Regions from separate parts of the Salvelinus alpinus genome. Here region 1 is linked to region 2. The links are chromatin contacts, called in public Hi-C maps. All regions are on one chromosome and are shown on one strand. The core of a region is the stretch at or near the end of the contact, and the rest is flanking DNA. Distances in the headings are between cores, read along the strand shown. Region 1 holds the start of LOC139576693 (squamous cell carcinoma antigen recognized by T-cells 3-like). Region 2 holds the start of LOC139576686 (serine/arginine-rich splicing factor 9-like).

Region 1 (6,019 bases), core at 1,698-4,197, 180 kb after region 2:
TCTGGTTCATGAAAGCAAGCGTCGAAGGGAATCTTCAATGTAAAGAGCCTCACTCAACCACCATACCTTCACGAAGATGCCCCTCAGTCTCGCTATCTATCTGACCAATACACATTAGAGCACCTAAGCTATGAAGTCTGATATTTTGGCAAGGTACCAGATTACATAACGTTTTGAATTTTGCATAGAATCTGGGGGTGTGTTCACTTGCCAGGCTCTACCTTGGACAATAGTGAACAACTGCAGCCCGCAATTCACGGTGTTCCTGCATGTGGGCATTCCTACATCTGCAGGAACCCCCCCCCCCCCACCCCCCCCCCCCCCTCGAGCACCCCATTGGTTCCTGCATGAACGCCCCCCTCGAGCACAACATCTTCATGCATGTGTGACATTTTTGAATGTGGGTCAAAAGGGAAATAAAAGTATTATGAGTTTTTTCACCGGTAGACAGTGTCCTTCGATCCCGTCTGCTGAACACCTGCTCTCACCGTTGTTAACGGAAAAACAGTGCCCGACAGGTAGGGGCGAAGGACACTGTCTACTGCTAGCACAGTAGGTGGGAGTGACACTATGTGCTAACTAGCTTGCTTACTAGTTAGCTAGCACACGGTTTCGCCTCTGCCATCGGCCTGCTTTGTACTGGAAAAAACCTTGCCCAACAGGCAGGAGCGAAGTACACTGTCTACCAGTGTCGCCTACCGCTAACTTCTCCGGTACACAGCAGGTGGGAGGTGGAGGCTACACTGTGTGCTAGTTAGCTTGCTAGTTAACTAGCTACCCTTACTGTAACTGCAGTTACAGTGCAGTATAACTGCAGTTATTCTGCAATTACTGCATCCAAAATACCAGTCGACTGCACTTACTGCAATCTTTTTTGTAAGGGTAGAATACGGTGTCGCCCCCGCCTTCCATGTACCGGTGTCCTCCTTAGGACTAGCTGGCTAAGGTAGCACTCAGTTTCCTTCACTCCCTCCTGCTTAACACCTTCCCTTGCCATATTTAACAGAACTGCGGGAAAACAGTGCCCGACAGGCAGGGGCAAAGGACACTCTACCGGTGTGTACAAAGTATAGCTAGCTACATTGTTGCCCCCACCTCTTCTGTGGGGTTTATATGCGGTTGGTATTCAATGTTATGGTGCATTACCGTCATTGACTGTATTGGAGCCCTTCTGCCTATGTACTGGAGTAGTAACTTAAAAATTTACCAATAGAAGTAAACTCAGCAAAAAAAGAAACGTCCTCACTGTCAACTGCGTTTATTTTCAGCAAACTTAACATGTGTAAATATGTGTATGAACATAACAAGATTCAACAACTGAGACCTAAACTGAACAAGTTCCACAGACATGTGACTAACAGAAATTGAATAATGTGTCCCTGAACAAAGGGGGGTCAAAATCAAAAGTAACAGTCAGTATCTGGTGTGGCCACCAGCTGCATTAAGTACTGCACCAGATTTGCCAGTTCTTGCTGTGCGATGTTACCCCACTCTTCCACCAAGGCACCTGCAAGTTCCCGGACATTTCTGGGGGGCAATGCCCTAGCCCTCACCCTCCGATCCAGCAGGTCCCAGACGTGCTCAATGGAACACTGACATTCCTGTCTTGCAGGAAATAATGCACAGAACGAGCAGTATGGCTGGTGGCATTGTCATGCTGGAGGGTCATGTCAGGATGAGCCTGCAGGAAGGGTACCACATGAAGGAGGAGGATGTCTTCCCTGTAATGCGCAGCGTTGAGATTGCCTGCAATGACAACAAGCTCAGTCCGATGATGCTGTGACACACCACCCCAGACCATAATGGACCCTCCACCTCCAAATCGATCCCGCTCCAGAGTGCAGGCCTCGGTGTAACGCTCATTCCTTCGACGATAAACGTGAATCCGACCATCACCGATGGTGAGACAAAACCGCGACTCGTCAGTGAAGAGCACTTTTGCCAGTCCTGTCTGGTCCAGCAATGGTGGGTTTGTGCCCATAGGCGATGTTGTTGCCGGTGATGTCCTGCCTTACAATAGGCCTACATGCCCTCAGTCCAGCCTCTCTCAGCCTATTGCGGACAGTCTGAGCACTGATGGAGGGATTGTGCGTTCCTGGTGTAACTCGGGCAGTTGTTGCCATCCTGTACCTGTCCCGCAGGTGTGATGTTCGGATGTACCGATCCTGTGCAGGTGTTGTTACACGTGGTCTGCCACTGCGAGGACGATCAGCTGTCCGTCCTGTCTCCCTGTAGCGCTGTCTTAGGCGTCTCACAGTACGGACGTTGCAGTTTATTGCCCTGGCCACATCTGCATGCCTCCTTGCAGCATGCCACGTTCCGGCAGATGAGCAGGGACCCTGGGCATCTTTCTTTTGGTGTTTCTCAGAGTCAGTAGAAAGGCCTCTTTAGTGTCCTAAGTTTTCATAACTGTGACCTTAATTGCCTACTGTCTGTAAGCTGTTAGTGTCTTAACGGCCACTAGCGGGGGGGGGGGTGCTCCTGTGACAACAATTTTGGACCCCCTTGTGGCCCCCAAATGTGGGGTACGAAATAATTTTAACATTTTTTTTTTGCTATCGTTCTTTTTTTACATCCGTTATTAGACAGTGGCAACGATGATGATTATGAACATGGTCTTTTGCCTGCTAATGCCTGCAATGCAGTGAAGAAAACGATATTACAACAATAACGTCTAATGTAACTGGCCCCTCTAACAGTACAACTGGCCCCAGCTTGGCCCCCAGTTGAAATGGTCTAGAACCGCCCCTGTTAACAACCATTCCACAGGTGCATGTTCATTAAACAGTGAAAACAGTGTTTAAACCCTTTACAATGAAGATCTGTGAAGTTAGTTGGATTTTTACTAATTATATTTGAAAGACAGGGTCCTGAAAAAGGGACGTTTCTTTTTCGCTGAGTTTATAAAGAGGGGTTCCTGCAGGTGCAGGAATGCCCACATGCAGGAACGCCCCGAATTACGGGATGCAGTTGCACCCTTCTCACCTTGGAAAGCTCTCACTGACTGTTACCAGGCAGACAAAGTTCCAACATGGCAGCAACGGGGGACGCAGAGGAGACTCAGGTGCAAGAGATGGAGGAAGAGGCAGGGATGGAAAATGAAATGGATTCAGATGAAGAGGAGGGTTTGGGAATTGAAAATTCCGACGATGAAATAGACGATTCATCAGAAGACGAAAAAGAGACTGAAGCCGAAATTCAGCGTTTGGAGGAGCAGGTACGTTAGCAAATTTAGCTAGCTAAGCTAACTTACTCTAGCTTTGTTTGAGAAATTAATGGAAACCTAGCTAGCCATTTATCTAACGTTTGTCAACAACGTTGTCGGTTACATTGAGATTTGAAAGCAATCCACATCACAAACAGCAAGTTGGCTTGTTTGCAGACTTGCACCGCTTACATTGAAAAGAACGAAAGCTAGCTAGCGAGCTAACGGTAGTTCACATGCTACTATTAGCCAGCTAGCGTCGTTGGAGTAACGTTGACTATGTAACGTTACTATACTAGCTAATGGTGACTCAATATATAACTTGCTAGCATGTTACCTAGCCACAATAATATAATAGTTAAGAATTTAGTAAATATCAAATACGGATTTCTAGGGAGTTAGCTAGCTAGTTACATTAGCGTTAGCGAGATAGCCAGCAAATCCATGCTTTCTGCGAAGTTGATTTCCCCAACGACAACGTGCTTACAGCAGCTGTAAACACGCGCCCTTTTTTGCGAGCTGCAGCTAGTTAGACAGTCAGCAACAAAATTGAACAGTATTTGGTTGATTGCATAAACAATACTTACTACACAATTAAGTGGTGGAGTCCTGTTTAGTTAGTTACGTTGTAAGTTTGTTTGCTTACCAAATACACTTTGTAAATGCTCCCCAATGGCTGTTGGTCTGACTCTATACTCTAACTTTCAGCTGTCCATCAATGCTTTTGATTACAACTGTCATGTGGACCTCATAAAACTCCTGAGGCAGGAGGGGGAGCTTCCTCGGCTGCGTAAGGCAAGGCAGAAGATGAGTGAGCTCTTCCCACTCACTGAAGGTTGGTTGGTGTCTGATGCCCTCTGGAGATGCGGTGTTGCAGACAGCTTTGTGCATTACTACTTCTATTATTGAGCTGAAGTGCTTCATGTAGTAGACTGGATTACATCTAATGTGCTGACCACACCACCCGTCACATGAGCGAGTGTTGCAAAGTAAATGTACACATATGTTATTCAATCATTGCACCCACACTGCTCACAAGCGTCTGCATAGCCAGGCGCTAAAATATAACTTGGTTCTATTTGTGACGAGTGACACACTGCAAGGCCCGCCCATCCCATTTCCTCATTGGTTTTTAGAAGCATATACTGTTGATTGAAAGATGAGCTGAGGTCCACACTCCAGTAATGCACCTTAAAGTTGGTTGCCAACCGCCATATAAAGTCAGAAAAAGAAACCTGAAAGAAGTTTCTAGTAATCTCTCTAACTCGATTTACACTTGTCTGTGGATTAATTGTCGGAGTAGAGGAACTTGTGCATTTCAGGTAAAATAACAGTTCAATGTTTATATCCCATAACAAATCAGCTAGCAACAGCAAGCTAGCTAAATTGCCATAATTGTTTGTTTTTTCAACCTGTCCCCAAATTAATATAGTTGGTTCAGAGTTCTTTTTGATATTTCAACCTGCGTGTCCTGATCATGTCTGGAGTGGGTGGATTAAAATCAACTTGCGCGCGATGGCGTGCGCGCGATGGCGTACGCGCACGCCAGGTCTAGTCAGCATTTAAGACTTGTTGAAAATAGGTCTGCTGCTCTTTTTGTTGGGATTTGATTGGCCTTTTATGGATGATGATTTAATCATTTGGAACAAGGTTTACTGTTTCAACACATTCCTGTGGAAAGTTGTGATGGTTTCATTGTTTTGAACATACTGAATGTTGTTGTGAACTGTATGCAAAGCTGACTTGTCCTCTCCTGCAGAGATTTGGCTGGACTGGCTCAAGGATGAGATCCACCTAACAGAAGAGGAGCCGAACCGGGAGAAAGTCTATGAGCTCTTTGAGACGGCTGTGAAAGATTATATCTGTGAGTTCTGCCCCCACTCATTGGCTGGTGTTACGATTCTATATGATGTGATGTTATTGTAAACTAAACATTGCAATTCTTGTGTGGCCTTCAGGCCCTGAAATCTGGCTGGAATATGCCCAATACTCTATCGGGGGCATGGGACTGCCTGGTGGGATGGAGAAGGTGAGGTCCATCTTCGAGAGAGCCCTGACAGCCGTGGGGCTGCACATGACCAAGGGAGCGACAGTGTGGGAGGCCTACAGGGAGTTTGAGAATGCCATACTGGCAACTGTTCAGGTGAGCTCCCCTGAAGAATAATGATCTCAAGTAGCTGCAACATGCTACTAATTTCTCTATACCTCCCCATGTCTTTATTTCTTAGGCTGTTTTGTATGGCTTGGAATTGCTATACGTTATTATCACGGTACTTAGGTGCTGATATGTATTGCGGTTCTCACGATTCTATATGTATTGCGATTCGATACTGTGATTTGATGTTCCAAACATATTGCTGACCATATGTCTGCTGCAGAAGAACAAGAGAGCCATGAGAAAACAAGTTTTGATCAGTCATGGAAATATAATTGCCTAAAATAAATTGCCTCCCTATTTGAAAAAAAGATGGAGAACAAGCTATGAAGGAAAAATACTTGTGTTTTGGTGCACGTACAGCAAACTAGTGCAATAATTATTGCGATATTGTCAATACGATATGATGATTTATCGCCTAAAATTATATGCCGATATGTAACTATCGATTTCCCAATCACTAGTGTTTTGTATAAGAACATCTGCTAAATGAATGATGGCACGTTTATCTTATTTCTGAGTATTAGGCAGAAACAAAAAACGCATTATTTGAACTCAATCTGATATTACACAAACCAGTCTCTGCTGGATTTTGAATCCGTTTTCTCCCTGCTTTCTCCTCAGCCGCCCCCTGGCAGCGTTCCCACCCGCGAGCAGCA
Region 2 (6,420 bases), core at 1,034-3,533:
AATCTAACGCATGCCTCAGACCACTCGTAGACACGCTAACCACACGTTAAGTGTGTTAGGTGCTTCCGCGTAAACACCAAATCACATGGATGACCCGTCTCTCTGTGACCGCTGATAACTTCAGAACAAAAGTTGACTACAATTACGAAGTTGCCAATGTCTTTGCAATTGATACAAACAAGCGAAGTATGAAAATATATCGGTTTTCATTTGAAGCATGACTGCTTTAAAATAAACAGTAGGCTATAGGTTTTTTCAATCACTTTGAAACGCATTTCATGTTAAATCAATTGAGTTCTATTTTGCTACATGTAGGCTGCTGTCTAATTTGTCACAATCTATTTAATTATGTGTAGCCTAGCGTATGCAATGTGCCACCAAATCGGTGATTTGGGTAATTTTTATTGAGTAAGCATTAGAATAAGCCGCCTTAATATTTGCAGCCATATGTGGTAATATCTATAGAAGCGGATACGTCGTCAGTATTGTGAAATAATTCTGTTTAGGAATGATTTGAATGGAGAAAGCTGATCTGAGAGCAGCGCTCACTGTCTTTCGATCCTATCAGTATCAACAAATGCTCCAACGACGCACTTAGCGACCATTCTCTCATTTTTTTGTACCTGTATATAACTAGTCAAGTCAGCGTGGTGCTTGGGAAACGGTTGTTACATTTTCGGCTGTTGTAGGAATGATGAAACGTTACGCCTAAATTCCATCGCTATCAGAAAACCGGGCCCTGTTGAGACGAAAACCCAGCCGGACAATAGTGTCTGATTGCGGCCCGCAATTCGGGGAGTTCCTGGATGTGGGCATACATTCATCTGCAGGAACGCCCCCCACTCTAACATCCCATTGGTTCCGGCTTGAACAGGCCCCCCACTCCCTTGAGCACGCCATCTTCAAGCTTGCGTGCGACACTTGATATTCTGGTTGTCTATTGGTGACCTAGCTAGTTAGCGGTGTCGCCCCAGCCTCCCGCCTCCTGTGGAAGTGCGGGAACGCATTGCCCAACAAGCGGAGGTGAAGGACACTGCCTACCGGTGTCCTAGACCAATAATGGACTAAAGAAGCCTAACGTGGTCTGTTTTTAGAGGATAATGGGCCTGTCAGCCAAATACTCCAGCTAAACGTGGATACATTTTCAATTGCAGTACGGTTCTACAAACAAATCTTTGCTTTCATTTCACATAAATGCAACAAAAGCTAAAGATACACTTACTGTAAACTGTTTTAACACAGTTGCAGCAGACAGTATTTTTCAGTCACAACACGTTTGTGGCGTCTGTCTTCCGTTTACACACCGGTGTTCCGAGACACAGAACTAGCACCAGTACGCCCGTCTTCCATAAATAAGCGCTGTAACATGGAAATATGGCTGTGTGGGAAACCTAACCATATAAAAAAAATAATAGAAATGTGTAATGATTTCTCGCTAATATGAAAGATAGGTTCCTTATGTATCCAAACCGAACAGCAAGTGATATTTGGTAACGTTTACAGAAAGCGTGGAGCTCTTAACAAAACTCCCCAGCCAGAAGATACGATCACCAATATATAGGCGCTAAAGGTAGTGTGCGTGAATGTGCTACCGCCTAGTGTACTGGAGCGCGCCCGTCTGAGTCCTATTTAAAAAATGGACCAATAGAAGTATAAAGAGGGGTTCCTGCATATACAGGAACGCCCCGAATTGCGGGACGAAATTACGCCCTTCTTGACCCAGGTAGCTTCCTACGCTAAAGCTAGCCTAGCTATTCATGTGATGTTTCCTTTCAAAAATGATAACATAGCTGGTAGGCGGGATACAGTGGTTAGCTAACTAGTTTCTATATTTCAAACATAATACGTTTCATATCGCCTCGTGGTAGCTACCTGCCTGGATTCCCAATCTGTACTCACATGTAAAACCCAGATTAGCCCATTCATTCATTACCTAGCCAGCAAATTGTCGACTACAAATGGCTAGTATCTAATGTAACGTTAGCTTCAGTTGGAAGTTAGCATCTAGCTAGCTAACAAGTTAGCCTAGCTGACTCGTGTGCCATGTTTTGGGTTTGCAGAAGAGTACATGATAGCTCACCTACCTTCCTGTGTCGCTGATCAGACCTGCAACCCCGTTGGTTGCTGTGATTCTTTTCTAAAGCTCGTATAATGTTATTTCTCGCTTATCTCCAGAGATCGGTACCCTCAAACCTTTGTCGGAGGATCTCTGCGCTTCTTTTAGCTAGTTAGGCTAGCTAGTTCCATCCACTGACTTCCGGTTCCGTCAAAAACCACCTACCATATCCACCAGGTGGCGGCCCTGCACACAAAATTCACTGTTTTCTTCTTCGCTTGTGGTTTTCCGGCAGACTAGACGCTTTGTTGATTATTGGTGCCTTTCACAGTTCGGAAAATGCATTGCACATTTGTTCACAAAAAAGGGAAGTGAGGGAAAAAGGAAATGCCCACAGCAATAAACGCCAAGAAGCCAACCTTACCAATGCACAAACTGTACGGGTCACTCTGTACTGGCCTATTACTCACAGGGATCCTCTCAGGGTCCCTCACCCCTTTCCCACCATCCTTTACTTTCCTCACTGCCTCAGCATGACACTTTCTGTACTGTTCTCACCCTGGAAACTTCAACCTGTCTCACTCGCACAGGACATTTCTGATCCCCAGCAACATGACCACCCGAAAAATGTAAACACTGCGCTTTGAACACCAAAACCACACTCCTTTGAACTGCTCTCCTGCACAATTCACACCTCAGAATCTCCCTCCTTCATACTGCTGCAACATGACCATAAACTTGGCACCTGAAACACCATAGTGGGTTCGTAAAACAAAAGCTCTCACAGGATAACTTATATACTCTAGCATGACTTTATCTGGCAAACACTTTACATCAAAACTCAGAAGGACAGACAGGGTCTCCTCAGTCTCGCGCTCCCCATTGGGTCTGCGTCTCACCAAACGGCGTACATCACAGACACCAGGGATCCTCAACTTCAGTCGATCCACCTCAACACTCAACGCCACCCCTGTTATCACTCCTTTCAACTGCGCTCTGCTCCGGAGAGAAAAGCAGGCCACAGCTCTCGTTCCGTGTCGGGAAACGTGAGTCCACTTCTGGATGCTTTGACCAAATTGACAGAACCCAACTCCTTCTTTACCCAGCCTGATTCAACAAACGGATCGGCCAAAAGGCATGGATCCACTTTCTCCATGAATCATACTCCTACGGGGCAGAGTCATCTCAGGCAATTTTCTGATCATTGGTGTGAGGCTCGGAAGCCTTCACCTCACCTGTCGGCGCAGGTTTTTCCTCTTCACTTCTGTTAGGTTCAATTTGAGAGAGTTCACTATCCGTCGACTGCTCAGGGTTTTCAGGAGCGGAACATGGCATTATCTCTCCTGTACTTGACTCAAAGGAGAAAGTACTCTGCTTGTGTTTCGCAGATGTCGGTATGGGTTTGAACCTCGCACCCTTTTTTTGCCTCACATCACCTAGTCAGTTGACATCTTGCCTTCTTCCAGTCGTCAGTCTCAAAGGTTACATCCGTTTCCAAAACACTGCCTCCATCATCTACTGGCTGCATGTCATGTTTTGTATTTCAAATAGTACCAAACTAAAACCTGAGATATTTTGGATTGTTTGTTTTTAGTTTTTGTTTCTTGAGGCCTATCATGCAAATAGCGTCCGCCTGAAAATTGTTGTCCCCCCCCAGGCCCCTTGAAAAGTCTCTCAAACCCCCCGAGGCTCCCTAGTTGAGAATCACTGTTGTAGTGTAAGTATGCAATACATTTTCTTTGGTATACCTTCCCAATCTGCCTTTTTAGTTAAATTGGAGCATCTTACCCCATGACTGTAATTGCTGCTAAGTCATATTGCTAAAAATATAAACACCCAAGCGTTCTCTGCTCTCATTGCTTATGACAGAAATTAGAATGACCAAGAATTCTGCCTCAAGGCACATCTGTAATGTAAAATGACTTGTATTTTACTAACAGGACATCAGCGGTGAAAGGTGTCCTCACAGACTTAGTGAGAGAATAGGCTGAGCTTCATGGGTTGGCACAGGAAACAACAACAAACACCTATAGTTCTCAGAAGTCTACACCTGATTGAACTGCTTTTAACACCACTTACCTCAGCTGACATGGCAGACATCAGTTCTGACTCATTAGAATTACATCAGTCAAATGCACAGAGGTCATTGACCCCTGGAAATATCCATAGAGGCAGAAATTAAAGAGGAGAACATAAATTACTGGAGAATATAGAAGTTACTGTACATCCACTGGTTACTGTTTGTACTAGAGAACATACGGGTGAATAACTTTGGGTACAGTCTGACTAAGATGTGTAGTCTGAAAGACATGATTCAACTACTGACAAAATAAACATGTGTTGATATCATTTTGGGGAGGATGAGGCAGGGTATAGTCTTTATATTTGTATTGCTGTTAAAATTCCCTCTGCACTCACAAAGGTGTATGTCTGACGTATCACAAGATGCCTGCAATTCCTCATAATTGTTAGTAACATCTGGGCCTGGGTTTTCCCAATGAGGTTGGGTTTAGGCATTAGGTTTCTCTTTCCTTTCTGGTGGTTGACATATCTGTGTTGAAAAATAGGGAATTATCTAGAATGATAGGGAATGATCTAGAACCTGGTTCAATGATAGGAAATGATCTAGAACAGGGTTCGGCAAAAGGCGGACTGCGGGCCAAACCGGGCCACAATACGTTTTGGGCCCCCCAAAGTTTTTGATCAAAATTAGACTACAACCATCAGGAACTATGCAGAAATCTGTTCATCAAATACTCCCACGAATAGAAAACTAGATGTGATCGTGTTTCAATGTAATCAAAGTATGAAATTATTTCAAATTTTTAAATACAATCTAATTTTTGTCTTAGTTGTGGTCAATTTGTAGTGTACAACTTATTATAATTATGTTCTGGCATCTGGATCATCCCCTCCGACAAAAATCGGCCGGGGGCTGAATCTATATAGTTGCCTACCCCGATTTAAAATAATGAATTATATGGAATGGTCTAGAGCAGGGGTGTCAAACTCATTTTACCCCGAAGGCCGCATTCGGTCTTCAGCGACGTCTGGAGGGCAGCACTGACATCTAAAAAAAATATTTCCTTGCCTCAAAATTATGAATTGTCGATGCTCCCCGGCTGTCTAGTGATTATTAGAGAACTGGACAGACAGTCAAGAAACTGTAGTTTCATTTTTAGTCACCGGCGGACCGGATTGGAACCCCTCGCGGTCTGAATGTTTGACACCCCTGAGCTAGAGTGAATAAAGCAGCTTGAATTTGAATTTGAAATTTCAGTGATCTTTGTAAATTTCAGTGTGATATACATCAATTAAATCAAAATTGGGCATACTTTGATTGGGGGCAAGTCGTCATTGGGCAATATCAAATAAACAATTTATTGCACTCAACTTTCTGCAAACAGCAGCAGACTACATCATTATTTTATAATAGAAACCGAAAGCTGCGAGACAGAGAGGGAAAAACGAATCTCAATTTGAGGGGCGGGGCAGATCAGATGTTATATACATAGACTGCTCAGATGTACACTGACAGAGCTATCATCATCTTTCATCGGATAAGTTTCAATTGTCAGCAAACGGATTTACCAACAGTATTTCTTAAAACAAACTTGCAAGACTTCACAACAACAACTACTCAACAATATCTACTGAACATGTAAGTCATTTTTCATTATTAAGCTACAACAGGCCTATCTTACAGAAATCAACTGGAGAGAAAAAAGCTTAACAGCATATCAAGCAAATTCTTAAAATGTGTTAGTTATTACAATGGGCTGAATAAATGGTCATGTTAAAGCCTGTAGGTAAATACAAAAGTTATAATGCATTGTACAGTATAACTTGTCATGAGTGTGTATGACTCCCTTATGTCTTTCAATCATCTCATAATGATTCTCATTATATACCAGCCATTTGAGTCAGCTGAAATGTTGGATAGAGACAAAACATTACATATTGTTAGCCTTATTATGAGGATCATACATGCTTTCAACAAGTTATAAAGCATTACACCAGTATACTTTAAGTAAAGTGTTACTAAACTAATTTATTCAAAACATTCAATTGAGCTATGCTAATGTAAGACCAAATAAATAATACATTAAATCCTCTTTCAGATATCTATCATGGAACTCACTATAACACTTTTGAACGGGAACTCACTTCCCCTGAAGGTTCAGCCACACACCACCGTGGGGTCTCTCAAGAGTTTGATTAAACAACACTTTGAAGTGCCCACAACAAAGCAGAGGCTGGTAGGTGTCAATGGGAGCAACATCAGTCTCAGCGATGATTCAAAAACTTTGAGCGACTATGGCCTGCATTCAGGATCTAAAGTGATGGTGCTGATTACGGAGCCC

Evidence for each region. Hi-C and Micro-C count contacts between places; a contact is called where the count stands out from the background.
Region 1: a Hi-C map of red muscle shows a contact between it and region 2, with 12 times the contacts expected there. The contact joins the promoter of LOC139576693 here to the promoter of LOC139576686 in region 2. A contact is called at or near these places in 2 of 3 Hi-C or Micro-C datasets (muscle and red muscle).

The regions. Positions count from the first base shown.
Region 1 is chr5:71,651,309-71,657,327 of SLU_Salpinus.1, forward strand. It overlaps LOC139576693 (squamous cell carcinoma antigen recognized by T-cells 3-like), which reads left to right and starts at 2,948. Exons shown (of 19, transcript XM_071403039.1): 1 at 2,948-3,217; 2 at 3,914-4,040; 3 at 4,965-5,069; 4 at 5,164-5,348; 5 at 5,985-6,019. The coding sequence starts at 3,032.
Region 2 is chr5:71,472,556-71,478,975 of SLU_Salpinus.1, forward strand. It overlaps LOC139576686 (serine/arginine-rich splicing factor 9-like), which reads right to left and starts at 2,284. Exons shown (of 5, transcript XM_071403028.1): 1 at 2,081-2,284. It overlaps LOC139576688 (polyubiquitin-like), which reads left to right and starts at 5,559. Exons shown (of 2, transcript XM_071403032.1): 1 at 5,559-5,717; 2 at 6,178-6,420. The coding sequence starts at 6,187.